Linked DNA regions of Mus musculus: regions 1 and 2 are each linked to region 3. Evidence: chromatin contacts called from public HiCAR-type and HiChIP or PLAC-seq data. All regions are on one chromosome and are shown on one strand. The core of a region is the stretch at or near the end of the contact, and the rest is flanking DNA. Distances in the headings are between cores, read along the strand shown. Region 1 overlaps Phkb (phosphorylase kinase beta). Region 2 overlaps Phkb (phosphorylase kinase beta). Region 3 overlaps Abcc12 (ATP-binding cassette, sub-family C (CFTR/MRP), member 12).

Region 1 (4,828 bases), core at 1,739-4,238, 660 kb before region 3:
TGTTGGTACTAAGATTACTGCAGTGAATGTACTAATCAGGAGCACATTTAGTATGTTAGACTTGTAAATACCCCCCCCCCCCACACCTTTTTTTAATGATTGTAATTTAAAAGGAACGGGGCAGGCAAGATGGCTCAGTAGGTCAGAGAACTTGTTGCTCTTGCAGAGGAGCAAGGACTCACAACCACCTGTAATTCCAGTTTCAGGGGATCCTACACCCATTTATGATTGTTGATTCACCATGCGTGCTCGTGAACCACATACATAAATGTGGCAAAAAACACTTATCTACTAATAAAAGGGTAAAATATATTTTAAAAAATATTAGGAACATTAAACTTGTTTGAATCACCTTGGATGTTGCAGAAATTACATAATATCATAATTCTTTTTGGCAAGGTACTCTAATTCTAGACTGTAAATACAAAGAGGAAAACAGAATCACGAAATGAACACTTGGTATTCTTCAGGCAATACATAAAACATAGGAGTAGTGTCCTTAATTGTATTTTACATGTCCCGCTTCTTATCTGAAGGGCACTGGAAGAACTTAATATCTTTTTATTAAAAACAAAGTGTGAGCGGCACCCTGCCTCTTCACATCTTCTTTGGATTAGGTGACGAAGCACTATAGTTGCAATAAGTATAAGCAGTAGTTACTTCTTATATAGTTCTTCTTATACAGTCATATTCCTCATTTAACAGGTTTTTTTTTTCAAATGTTTCTTACCAATTTTCCTATGGTGACACATATAAATGTGGAAGTTCAGTTGATCTCCAGTAGTGCCTCAGAGCACACACGTGCACAGGAGATGGTTTCGAACAGTGTGTTAGGCAAAGCAGCTAGTGAAGGCCAGGCTTAAGGATCAGACTTAGTAAAGCGTTGTTTCAGGAGACTGTGACAAGGACAAGGGAGCATAACCTGCTCCATCTTGAAAGAGTTCTGTGTTGAAATTTACATCATCTAATCCCGGTTTAATATCATCCTCATAGCTTTGACAGGAGTTTGAGACTGGATGGCCATATGAACTCTCTATATGATATATTTTGGTTAGACATTCAAATTTTGATTTCTATTTTAAGAAACTATACAAGTGGTAAATAAATACCTAGCTTTTTAGATAATAAGAGCTTTATGGTATAAAAGTATACCTGTCTCCCTAGGGGCAGTCATTTAACCATTTGTTATATCTTTCTAGACTTTTAGAAGTACTCAGTTATCTTTATGCATGTGCAGTTGAAGACATTATATGTTTAGTTTTTAATCCTATTTTTGTAATTTAGGGTCCAGCTACATGTGGAATACTATATATCATTATAATACTTCAGATTCTTCTTACTTCAAACATTTGATTCTATGAATGTGTAAGTGCGAGCATAAGATATATTAATATTTCAAACTTAATAACATAGCTATTTTTATTGAGTGAAAACATAGATTTAGAATTTTACTATTTATTGGAGTTTTATCTACTTTAATTTTCATTATGAGCCCCAAATTTAAAACTTTTATAGACATATCCATTCATCATTTAACATGCATCGTAGATTTTTTAAATATATGTAATACTTAAGTATTAAGAAAGTCCTGAAGAAGAAATGTATTATAATTAGTCTAATAAGATGATTTAAGTGTATAGTACTTAGAGGTAAATATGTACATGTGTGGCTGTTTTTGTGCACATACATGTGAGTATGTGGGTGTGTTTGTGCACATACATGCATGCACATGTGATTGGGTGTGTTTGTGCATGTATATGCATGCACATGTGAGTATGTAGGTGCGTTTGGACACATACATGTATGCCCATGTGAGTATGTGCTGTTAGTGTGGTCAGAGGACGCTCTAGGGCATTGTTCCTAGCCTTCTACCATTTTTGAAGTGGGACTCTTGTTATTCAAAGCTGCACTTGCTAGTCTAGCCTGCCAATGGCTGGGAGGGATCCTCCTGTTCCTGACTCCAGTCTCTGGAAGAGTGAGGACTGCAGATGCTACTGTGTACTTATTTGGGTCCTGAAGATCCAGAGTCAAGTTGTCATCCTTGGATGATAAGTACATTACCCACTGAGCATCTCCAGGCTAACATAAAGCATTTTATGTAATTTTCCTCTTACCTTTGATTAAAAAACAGATTATTTCTTCCAGAACCTTTTTTAGAAGAAAATCATTAACGAAGCCCATGTATCTAGTGTACAATTTGTTAGTTTAACAATGCTTTAATGCCTCCTTTGAATGTTATTGTCTATAAACAAGTTGCATTTTAACGGTTTTTGAAACATTTAATAGAGTCCTAAATACCATTTCAATACATTTTAAGGAAATAATAGTATTTAAGGTAATAAATATGTACTTACTAGGCCTACTAGTATGTCTCCCAGTAAGTAGAATCCACACAATATACACATACACATTGTTAAATTAGGCATGCCAAAAAGAAAAGGATTAAAAATAAAAATAACAATAGCATAAACAAAAAATTATTTAAAAAGAATCAGAGCACCCAAAGGTTTTATCAGTTATTTGAGGGAACTCAAGGTCAGATTCTGTTTTACTCCATTCTGTCTTAACATAGAATGGCGTACAAGCAGCCGCATGGACACAGTTGTGAACACACCTAGCACAGCTGCATCAACAACATGTAAGTGTGTGTCTATCTTCAGAAGGAAGTCTTAGGTGATCTTTCAGGCTGCCTTTTGATTTTCTGCCAGTCTATTTCATTAGAAACTCCCTATTCTTTAATGTAAGGTGGCCATACCAAGGCTCAGTTCCTTCTGCTCTCAGATGGGTTAGTGCCCTGGACCAGCCAACAAGTCCTTCTTGTATGACAAGTTCCTGAGGGGAGGACTGGGGCTGAGGAAAGCTGGTAACTCATAACTCATGGCTTCTCACAAGCAAGCTTATTAAGAAATACACAATCTTCTATGTTGTTTGCAGTAGGGAAATGAGCCAAGATCAGCAGAGAGCTAAGTCATTGTTGGCAAGAGAATGCAACATACTTTAGACAGAGCTGCCTTAGGACTTTAAACCATAGCCCTTCACGGGGGGGAAAGCCAGCTTCCCAGGAACCAAAACTTTGAGGCCCTGGCCCTCGCTCCAGAACAGACCTTGCCACATCTGTCCCTAGTTAAGGATACAAAACTTTTGTTCCTTTTGTCTTTTCATCAATGCCTCTGGGAAATCCTTGGGTCTTCTTGGCTCCCAAAAGATTAGAATGTCCTTCTCTCTGTCATGTGAGCCTTGGTTCATTGGGCCTGTCTGAGCATGGCCTCAGAAGCACCGGAAACACTAGCCTATGCTTGCCTTTCCCTCGCAGAGGTTTCAGGCAACAGCCTGTACTGTCTCTGGTCTAGAACTAAGTTCCCTGCTATGAGCATTTCCGGTGCTATGTTTTACCACTGTAGAATTAGGTCCGTCTCATTGGGAGTACTGCAGTGTACACTAATGGACTAACTATTTTACTGTACTGGTAACCTGTTAACTTCAGAGATGAGATCTCCTTTTATGAATGTCTCAGGCCTTTGGTGTATTGAGTCACCATTCAGGTTAAAAATTGAAATGGATGGTGCTTTCCTCTGCCCTCATGCTTTAGGAGCATCTTTGTAACCCAGGGAATTATTTCCATACCTTGGAAAGTAGCATTGCTTACAGCAAATGGACAGGGAGGAGCTGAGTGCAGTTAGAGTAAAAGCAGAAGTAAACCGCAGTGGTAAAAAGCAGTGGACCAAGCTAACTAGGACAGTGAGCAGGAGGACGCTATGGGCGGCAGGGTTGGACGTGCAGTGGCAGCTAACGTTGGAGCTGCTGGCAGGTGTCTGAGAAACTGGAAGGAAGATTGAGCAGGAACAAATGCCAGTGATGTGGGAAATACCAGGGTTATGGTAGTGCTTTGAGAACTCAACAGATTTGGGTAATCACTTGGATTTTGCCATCTTTCCTTGTCTTCAACTGTGATCAGTGAACAGTTCTATAAGAACATTGACATCTTTACAGCCAGAGCATAAAATTTCAAGCAAAATGTGTGCTTCTCACAGACTTAATGTAGATCCTCAGTGGCAACTGCTTGCCAATCTTAAGTCTGGAATTGGCAACCATTGCTGCTGTATGCAGTTTTTTTGCCCCAACAAATTCATTTCATACCCTGTAGTACAGAGGAGAGGTTCTATACACACCCCCAGTCCTAGCCACTGAAGCTGCAGACAAAACAGTCAGAAGGGGAGAGGTTTCCTACACCTCCCTTCTCTGCTGGAGCCTGTTCACAGTTCCCAAGTGCGGGAGACTGAGGAAATAGTCATAGACTGCATCCTTTGTTTAAGGAAGGGAGATTTTGTGCCTACCTTTTTAAGGTTGTACTCTGTTTCTATAAGCACATTTCAGAATTTGGACCGTACTCATTGAATAGATAATAATAGATAGAAATCGAGACAGCTTACTAGGAAGCTGGGTGAATGCAAATGCTGAAAGCACTGGACCAAAGGTTCAGGAAGCTAAAGCCATCTCTATAGCACCTGCTTACCCCATGTTTGTACATCCTGTCCTGTTCTTGCATAGAGTCCAGGTTTGAAGGGTTTCCAGTTCTTTACCAACTGGCTTCTTTCATATGTTTATTTTAAAATATGTTCATTTTATTCTAATTGTGTGTATATGTGTGTACATTTGAATGCAGGTACCTGCAGAAATTTCAGATATCCTTGGTACTAGAGTTACAGGGACTTGTGAACTACATATTGTGGATGCTGGGTGAAATCCCATTTTAAAAGCGAAATAAAATGCTACTACTGATTCCTTCTCCTTTGACTTCACAATTTTGGCACTTGTTAATTTTTAAGAG
Region 2 (4,294 bases), core at 415-2,914, 610 kb before region 3:
AAATGTGTTTAATATACTTACCCTACTGAATGTCATAGTTTTGCATTGTAGTACTTTGTGGATTATCAGCTGTTTATTCTCATAAAATGACGTTGCTGACTGGGAGCTGTTTAGTACCACAAGAATCTAATTGTACCACATATTTCTAGCCTGAGAAAAGATAAAAATTTTAAGTATGTTTTCTACTGAATTGCTGTTTCTTTTATATCACTGTAAAAAAAAAAATACTAGTGTCTTGGTCACTGTTCTATTGCTGTGAAGACACTATGACCAAGGAAACCCTCATAAAGGAAAGCATTTAATTGGAACTTGCATTCAGTTTCAGAGCTTTAATCCATTATTTTGGTGGGAAGCATGGCTCTGGAGCAGTAGCTGAGAACTTTAAATTCCTGATCCTCAGGCAACAGGGTGGAGTGGGGGAGAGGGCCCTGGCTTAGGCTTTTGAAACTTCAAAGGCCAACCCCAAGGACATAAATCCTCCAAGGCCACAACTCATAAGCTTTCCCAAACATTATCATTCTTTGATGACTAAGCATTCAAACATTTAAGCCCATGGGAGCCATTCTCATTCAACCCACCACAACTACTTAAGTCCTACCTGATGATTTAACCATTTATCTGACTCCCATTGAGATCACATCCTTAGCTTTTCTAGATAGGGTTTCAGTAAGAAGATCTCTTGCTGGGTTTGGGGAGATTGCTCATTTGCCTTAGAATTATTTGAACCTGTTTTGATAACTGCCTCTCATGTTAAAGTGTAGGATATGGTGGTACACTGGGGAGGCAAAGGTGTGTACATCCTTGGGGCTTGCTCGTCAGACCTGGTAGACTTGGCAAGGTTCAGGCTTGTGGGAGGGAGGGCCTCTCTAAAAAAAAACCCAAAAAACATTGCTGTCAACTCCTGGTCACTGCGATTCTCTTGAGTCAGGGATCTATCTTTCTGTAATCCATGTGGTAAGTATTTATACTTTCCTTCTTTTTTTGACTCTTTGCCATTCCCTCTATGTCTGTGCTTTCCAGTTGCTATAGCAGAAGGATTGGGGATGGAGCCTATGACTGTTGCCTTAGAACTTTGGCTCTCCTTTCTGTTGGCACACTGGGTAACACTCCTCTAAGTTGTACTTTGTATGCAGGAAGACTGCTATCCCTGAACCACAAAAACACACCTTTCTGGTGTTCAGAAACTACAGTCCTACTCTTTGACATCTACTCTTGGCCAGTCCTTTAACAGTTGCAGTCTGTGGTACTGAAGAGCTATAGAGTATATATTTAAATCACCTAGAAGCATCAGTTCCTTTACAGAGGGAAACAAACTTGGAGGGGTGTATGATTTTTCCCTCTTAACTTAATGATAGAGTCAGAACTAGATTCCAGGTTAAGAACATCAGGGTGAAAAATAAACCCCACTAGACTGTGGCTCCGAGGTTATTTTTGTTCACATCTTGACATTCAACTCCTCTATAGGCTAAACTCACTTAATATTTTTTAGATAAAGCCCAGATTGTTGTTGTTTTAGTCTAAGCACAGCCTCACCCTTTCCGGGCTTCCGCAGAAGGCTCTATTAATCACTCCAAATTCACCACTTCTCTTCAAGTGTTGCCTAAGTAACTGTTGGCTGGGCCCAGGCTAGTTCCCTGTGCTTTTTCACTGATTTGGCTTTTTTTAGGTCTGAGCAGTTCTTTCAGCATCTCCTGGGACAACTAGGGTGATACTAGACTATGTTCTTTCTCTCTCTCTCTCTCTGCTGATCATTCTCCAAGGCCTGTATTAAATGCTCAAAGAGCACTTCAGTATCTATTTATAGCCACGGCAGTTCTCAACTCCCAGTTACACATCCAGCTAATTTCACATTGCCTCTGGGGTTGCATTTAAACCTATAACTTCTTCATTTTGGTGAAGATTCAAGTTTTACTTATAAAGTATCCGTTGAATCCTAAGGCCTAACCTTGGGGAAAAGTTTTCTGAGCATTAACTTATAAATAGACTCTTATGTTCGACCAAATCCTCACCTTGCTTCATCAGTAATTCTGGTGTTTGAGATTAAGGATGAATGAAAAGTAAAACAATTAAAATTGATATTTACTTTTTAAGGTTTATATTGTTTATATTGTGTTCTCCTTGTTTTTTAGTAAAGTAAAAAACAGTAAAATATTAGATATGTAGCAGTTTAAGATTCCTTTAGTGACCGTGTTATTCCTATGGCATTCATTGTTTAAGGCAACTGCTTGGTATTTTTTCTTTCTTTCTTTTTGATTCTATTATTATTATTAATTATTATTTTATTCTTCTCTCAGATATTATATCCAGATTGCGGTTTCCCCTCCTTCCTGTCCTCCCAGTTCCTCCTCCACACTTCCACACCCCATCTATTCTTCCTGCTATTCTCTTCAGGAAAGGGCAGGCCTCCCATGGAGATCAACCAGACATGGCATACCGAGTTGCAATAAGAGGATGCACCTTCCCAGTAGGAGGAAAGTGTCTCAAAGGCCCTTGTTCCCACTGTTAGGAATCCCACAGGAAGACCAAGCTATACAACTGTAATAAATATGCAGAAAGCCTAGGTCAGACTCATGCAGGTTTCTTGGTTGTCAGTTCAGTCTCAACCCATAACAGCCCAGGTTGGTTGATTCTGTGAGATTTCCTGTGGTGTCCTTGATGTCTCTGGTGTCTACAATCCTTCTTCTCCCTCTCCCACAGGATTCTTTGAGCTCTGCCTAATGTTTGGCTATAAATCTCTGCATCTGCTTCCATCTTTGCTGGATAAAGCCTCCTTGATAACAGTTGGGCTATCTGACCTCTGGGTCCTAGCAATGTCAGGGTTGAACACCCTCTCATGGCATGGGTCTCAAGCTAGACCAGTCATTGTTGGCCACTTTCACAATTTCTGCATCACCTTTACCCCAGCACATCTTACCAAATTGTAGCTTGAAGGTTTTGTGGCTGGGTTGGTGTCCAAATTCCTATTCGGGCTCCATATCCCCTATTGCTAGGAGTCTTAGCTAGAGGTACCTGGGAGTTTCCATTACACTAGGTTTCTAGCTTGTCCCTGAGATAACCAATTACAGTAGTCTCTTGTAGTATACACTCTCTATCTCGCCTCCCTGAACTTGATGCCTCCTGTTCCTGTCCCCACCCACCCCTCGTCCACTTGTGTGGAGGACTAAGAGTTCAAGACCATGGCTACATAGTGAATTTAAGGCTAGCTTGGGGTGCATTTGACCCTAAGTCAAAAAAATAAAAAGATAAAATCCACCCCCCCATGAAAACAAGACTAGTTACAAAGCTACAGTAATTTAAGATTGTATGATTTGTCTATACAAACAAACATTGAGATCAATAGAATTAACAGTCCAGAAATAAATCCATTCATATGGGGTCAATTCATTTTGATAGTACAATGACCCAATTAAAAACAGTCTTTTCAGTGTGGAGTCCTGGAACCAATGGATATCCACATGTAAACCAATAGATCTGTATCTCACCTCATACTATGTGCAGAAATAAACTCGATGTAGTTCAGGGACCTTACTTAATAGGAACTACTGTCGATGGTTAGAAAGAAGCTAAGTGGGGCACTTGTGATATAGGATTACATGGTGGTTCTTAAGTCTGGGGCTTAAAACACAAGCATCACAAAAGGAGACAATGTTTCATATAGGTTTTTATCTGCAGTGAAATTTTTCTGGGTTTAATGCATAGTATTGGACATTATTTGCTTAGTTATTATATGCATTATATGTAATATATGCATATTATAGTTATACAGTTTTTGTTCAGAAAATTCCAAATTTTTCTAGAATGCCTATATGAACTTGCATTTACACCAGCAAGAATGATGCAGTTTGTTTCTGTCTTGGTATCATCAGTAGTTTCTATTTTAGCTTCTCTGGCTGGCTTATAATGATGCCTAATTCTGATCTTATTTTGATTTCCTATTGGCTGATAATGTTGACAGCTTTTATGTGTTTATTTGTGGCCTATATATCCCTTTTGGTAAAAATATTTCTCTCTATATTTTTGTCAATGCTTTAGTTAGATTTTTTTTTCCAAATCTTGAGAGTCCTTTATATATACTCTATATGCCAGTACTTCTTTATTTATTTATTGAGGTAATAGGGATTGAACCTAGGACCTCATGTACATTGGCATGAGTTATACCCACAGCTTATATCCTAATCTTTAAAAAATGTTATATATATGTGTTTGTGCGACCTGCATACAAGAGCCTGCAGAGGTCAGACAAGGCTTTGGGTTCCATGGCACTGGAGTTACAGATGGTTGGGGCTGCCATGTA
Region 3 (4,286 bases), core at 1,709-4,208:
TTCTCCGGCTTTCTCTTGCCTCTGCATCACTTCCACGTGCTGCTTTGACCTCTTGGGAAGGAGAAGAGCAGAGTGGCACGAGGAAATGATCTAGACCTGACTTCCAAAAGTCATTATGTTTCAGGCGCTCTGCTGGCAACCTCACGGACAGTTTCTCACTTCACCTCTGCAGGGCTCTCTGAAGTTAATTCTATCATTTCCCTGAAGTTAATTCTATCATTTCCCTGAAGTTAATTCTATCATTTCCCTCCTCTGTAGATTAAGAGACTAAGGTTAAGAGTGCCCAGTTTTATGACCTGGACATTGATGACACCAACGGACCTGCTGTCGTGGAAAGGGAAAGTTCATGAGGCCTCAACCTTACACAAAGGACCACAGGCAACTAAGGACTGCTGAGAGCAGCAGAAATCGTCTTCCCCAGGGAAGGGCACACCGATGAGCTATTCAAAACCAAATGGTCAGCCTGAAAACATGCATACAAGTAACACTGTATGGATCGAACAGATTGCATTTTTATATTTAACAATACATACACAGAATATACACAACAACAGCAAGTAAAGCAAAAGAGGTCATGAAAGAGAACAAGTGTGGGGTGCACAGGAGGTTTTAGAGGAAGGAAACAGAATTTGGGAATGATGTGATTGTATGATAATATTAATTAATCAAAAGAGGGGACAATTTCTTGCTCACAGTGACCCCAAAACAAAAAGAAAGGATGAATGCATTAAAGGTTCTCTTTCCCCACTTTTATTTCATCTGGGTCCCAACTCAGGAGAGGATGCTGCCCTCATTTAGAGTGGGTTTTCCTTGTTGGCAACTGTATCTGGGAATGTTCTCAGAAAGAACCCAGTAGAGGGTTTAGACCTTCAAGGGTCTTCATAACCTGGTCAAGTTGACAGTTGGCATTACCCTGTGTGAGCACACTCTACAACACACCACCGTCCTCGCTTCCCAAAGCGATAACCGCTGTTTTACCACTCCTCCTCTATGCAGACAGGGGATGCCTAGCATGTACTCCCAGGTACACAGCCAAGGGAAAAGATGGTAAATACCGTTTGTGTCCACAAATTCTTCTGTTTCAGGTTCTTTTCCTTCGTCCTTCTCATCTCCTGAAGCCAAGACTAGGATGAGAAATTGTATAATAAGTAAATGGAAAGGTCTGTGTCCACTCAGGATCCAGGGGCAGTGAGAGAGAGGGGACTGTCATCTGACTGTACCAGCGTCTTCATCCCTCTGAGCTGGGCTCTCCTTCAGGGTCTCCACCATGGCTACATTGTAAATGTGCTCTGGATCCTGGAGATAAAATGAAATGACTTCTGAAAGTGAGCCAACAGACCTGTCCCAGGCAGAAAGCCATGAGGCGGGACTCTTAATCCCACTCACCAGGCAGGTGTGCAGTTTACCTTGAATTGCAGTCCCCGGAGGTTGTGGATAAGCTTTGCATAGCGCCCCCTCTCTTCCATCAACTCCTTGTGGGTGCCCTTTTCACAGATCTCTCCATCTTCTAACAGAATGACCTCATCACAAGACTCCAGGAACTGCAGAGACAGTGCATCCATCCACAACAGCACTGCCTCGGTAAGAAAGAGCTCACACCAAACTCCCAGCCTGCTTTCCCAGGTGCACTGAATTACTGGGGTTTTCAATCCTGGCACTATTACCAAATAATCCCTTGTCTTCAGGGGCTGCCCTGTGCATTGTAGACTATTTCGCAGCCTCTCTGGTGTCTACCTACCAGTAGGATGTCTTTCCCTAGTTGTGATGAGCAAAATTGTCTGCAAGCACTGCCAAATGCCCCAGGGGTTGGAGCGGGGGCGGCAATTGAGAACCACTGAGCTAGTCCCCAGTCTTTTCAGTACAGAAGCTGGACTCTGGCTGCAACAATGAGGCAATCAAAACTTCCTTCGATTCTTCTCTGTGAATGAGCTACCCCACTCAGAAATCTGATTGACTATTGTGGAGGCCAAGGTTTGGAAAAGACAGAAAACATGATCCCAGTCCTGTCAGAAGCCCCACCCCACTGAGCCCGGGGAATAGAAACCGGGTCATAGGCCACACCCCCACCAGCTTTAACAGAACAATAACGATGTGAACAATAAATATCACAGGCCCTGTTTTTCTGATTCCGAGACCCTTCACATCCACACCAATCCTTGGATTAAAGAATTCTGCTGAGAGGGATGCCGTTTTATTTTGGAAGAAGAAAGGGCACTCCTCGATTGATCCACCCAACAAAGGGCAGATAGTCCCCTCCTAAAGGCAGGCAAAATGCTGTAAGAGTGGGAACAGTTTGATCTAAAGAAGAAAGCCATCACAGCAGGGCCAGAGTCCCGGATTTGCACTTCTACTCTGCTCAAGGCCAAAATCCCACTTGGCTAAACTTGATTCGAATCCTGCAAGCAAAGGCCTACCACTGATAGTTGTACACCTGATGGGGTGGGTGGTGCCCAAATGCTTCAACCAGAGCAGTTCCAGCAGCATGGATAGCTCTAGCCTCTGTCTCCCCTATCCATGACTGGAGCCCTTCCTCAGGCAGCCCAAGCAGGAACCTGGCTCCTACTGCCCAGTGGAGGGAGACACACCTTCTGCTTCTGACAGAACCTTTCCCTCAAAGACAGACTTGGACCTCAGGCATCATCCTCTGGTGTTCCACAGCCTGATCTTACATCTTATCTCCCAACCTCGGGCAGCTCTCAGCTCAAGAAAGCTGTAAGCTCGGTTAAGCCATTGATTCTTTTCACACGAGGAAAGGAAGCACACAGGGCCCACTACAATCTACAGGCTTTTCTGCCTATGTGTGGGACCACCACCCAGACTTGGGAGGGCCCCGAAAAGGTCCCTCTGGCCAGCAAGCCCTTGGCTCACTCTGGTGACACCAAGTAGCTTTGTGTAGCCGTGCTCTGCAAACACTTCGGAAGCTGAGCCCTTAGTAGATTCCAGCAGCTCGTCAGACTGCTGGCCTCGCTTTGTTTCCTCAAGTAAACAGATGAGTGGCTGTCATGGCCAGCTACTCCAAAGCATCTGAGGTCAGAGCAGCTAGGAAATGTTCTGGAAAGCCCCGGGGCTGCAGTTTGAGGCTGAGCCCTCCCCTCCCCCACAAAGAATGGGATGAAGAGTGTATCAAGATTATGGTGCCATCTGGTGGCCTTCTTCCTCTCCCAACAAGCAAAAAGTGAGCTAAAATGACCTTGGAAAGGTGTGACTGCTGGAGACTCTGGGAAAACACCAGCTTGCCTAAGATCATACTTCGGGCTAGTGAGTTTCAAAGATGGGCTGGGCATGTGGCTATGGTTTATCCTCCAAGAGGGGATAATAGAGGGACAGCTCTGTCTCACACCTGTCAGGACCAAGGCAGCATCCTCCAGGACCCAGGACTCCTCCGGAAGACAGTTCTCCCAGGGCAAGCAGATGCCACAGACTGAATAGTCACAGGCCAGGGCTATGGTAACCACGCTAAGGAATCTAGCTAGGCCACAGACCATTTCTAGGCAAAACATGGGATTCCAGACTGAATCCAGCCAGCCTTCTCCTTTCCTCAGCCCTGGCCTACAGAGGACCTAGGAGTTCTTGTCTAACTAATCTGGCTCATTATTTTATAGAGCTGTGGCTCACCTGCTAAAGAAACCAGATACTCACATGTATAAAATTTGAATGCTTAAAGCTTATTCTGGGGAGCTGTGGGGGGCTGGGTTTCCTGGGTCTTTGAGAGGCCCTCTCTCTTCAGGGTGGTCCTCCTGGCCTCAGCCAGAGGGTACCAACCTACAGGCTGCAAAGTCCTATAGCTATGGCAACCTTACTTGCTGCTTCAGCCTTCACACCTTCACCACCTCAATTTCTGATTCACTGAAAGGCAATGAGATCTGCTTCCTGCCCCCCAGACCAGGCCTACTGAACAAGAAGAAGGGGCTCTCTGCACCAGTGCCCCAACGGGTCACCTCCCAATGTCTCTGGGATGTTTTCTACTTTGAGGTATGCGTGCTCGTGCACACGCACACAAATACATACTCACGTGCAGTATATCTCCCAGACTTGGGAGATTAGAGAGAGAGAAAGAGAGAGAGAGAGAGAGAGAGAGAGAGAGAGAGAGAGAGAATGAGAGGGTAACCTTGAATTATCTTGGGTAGAGAAGGGGCCCTAGATTCCCACCAAGCATTCAGAACCTGTATGTGGGATGGATTCAACAAGGTCTGTGACCATGCAGCCAAATCCTCCAGTTCACTTAACATAAGCCCAGTCTCTTTCTCCAGCAAGATTCACCCTCCTAAGCCAGAGGGAGACTACTG

Evidence for each region. HiCAR-type assays count read pairs that join an accessible place to other places. HiChIP or PLAC-seq counts read pairs in DNA pulled down with a chosen protein or histone mark.
Region 1: a HiCAR-type map of fibro-adipogenic progenitors shows a contact between it and region 3, with 7 times the contacts expected there. The contact joins two enhancer-like sites. A contact is called at or near these places in 1 of 484 Hi-C or Micro-C datasets (nephron progenitors) and 4 of 115 datasets of contacts at active chromatin or transcription factors (the NIH/3T3 cell line, SST interneurons, astrocytes and 1 more).
Region 2: an H3K27ac HiChIP or PLAC-seq map of stem cell-derived neural progenitor cells shows a contact between it and region 3, with 10 times the contacts expected there. The contact joins two enhancer-like sites. A contact is called at or near these places in 4 of 115 datasets of contacts at active chromatin or transcription factors (astrocytes, fibro-adipogenic progenitors, neural progenitor cells and 1 more) and 1 of 9 other capture datasets (embryonic stem cells).

Annotation. Positions count from the first base shown.
Region 1 is chr8:85,868,868-85,873,695 of GRCm38.p6, forward strand. The region is part of intron 2 of Phkb (phosphorylase kinase beta); the gene reads left to right. Among named protein-coding and RNA genes, the nearest start is that of Phkb, 30 kb to the left of the region's middle. Within about 2 kb of position 2,989, at least 58 of the 459 cell types and tissues checked have an H3K27ac peak or open chromatin away from gene starts, as enhancers often do. A contact at or near this core is called in fibro-adipogenic progenitors, where this site is marked.
Region 2 is chr8:85,924,682-85,928,975 of GRCm38.p6, forward strand. The region is part of intron 8 of Phkb (phosphorylase kinase beta); the gene reads left to right. Among named protein-coding and RNA genes, the nearest start is that of Phkb, 86 kb to the left of the region's middle. Within about 2 kb of position 1,665, at least 43 of the 459 cell types and tissues checked have an H3K27ac peak or open chromatin away from gene starts, as enhancers often do. A contact at or near this core is called in fibro-adipogenic progenitors, neural progenitor cells and stem cell-derived neural progenitor cells, where this site is marked.
Region 3 is chr8:86,533,468-86,537,753 of GRCm38.p6, forward strand. It overlaps Abcc12 (ATP-binding cassette, sub-family C (CFTR/MRP), member 12), which reads right to left. Exons shown (of 29, transcript NM_172912.4): 14 at 1,407-1,541; 15 at 1,221-1,296; 16 at 1,056-1,124. Among named protein-coding and RNA genes, the nearest start is that of Abcc12, 31 kb to the right of the region's middle. Within about 2 kb of position 2,959, at least 88 of the 459 cell types and tissues checked have an H3K27ac peak or open chromatin away from gene starts, as enhancers often do. A contact at or near this core is called in fibro-adipogenic progenitors, neural progenitor cells and stem cell-derived neural progenitor cells, where this site is marked.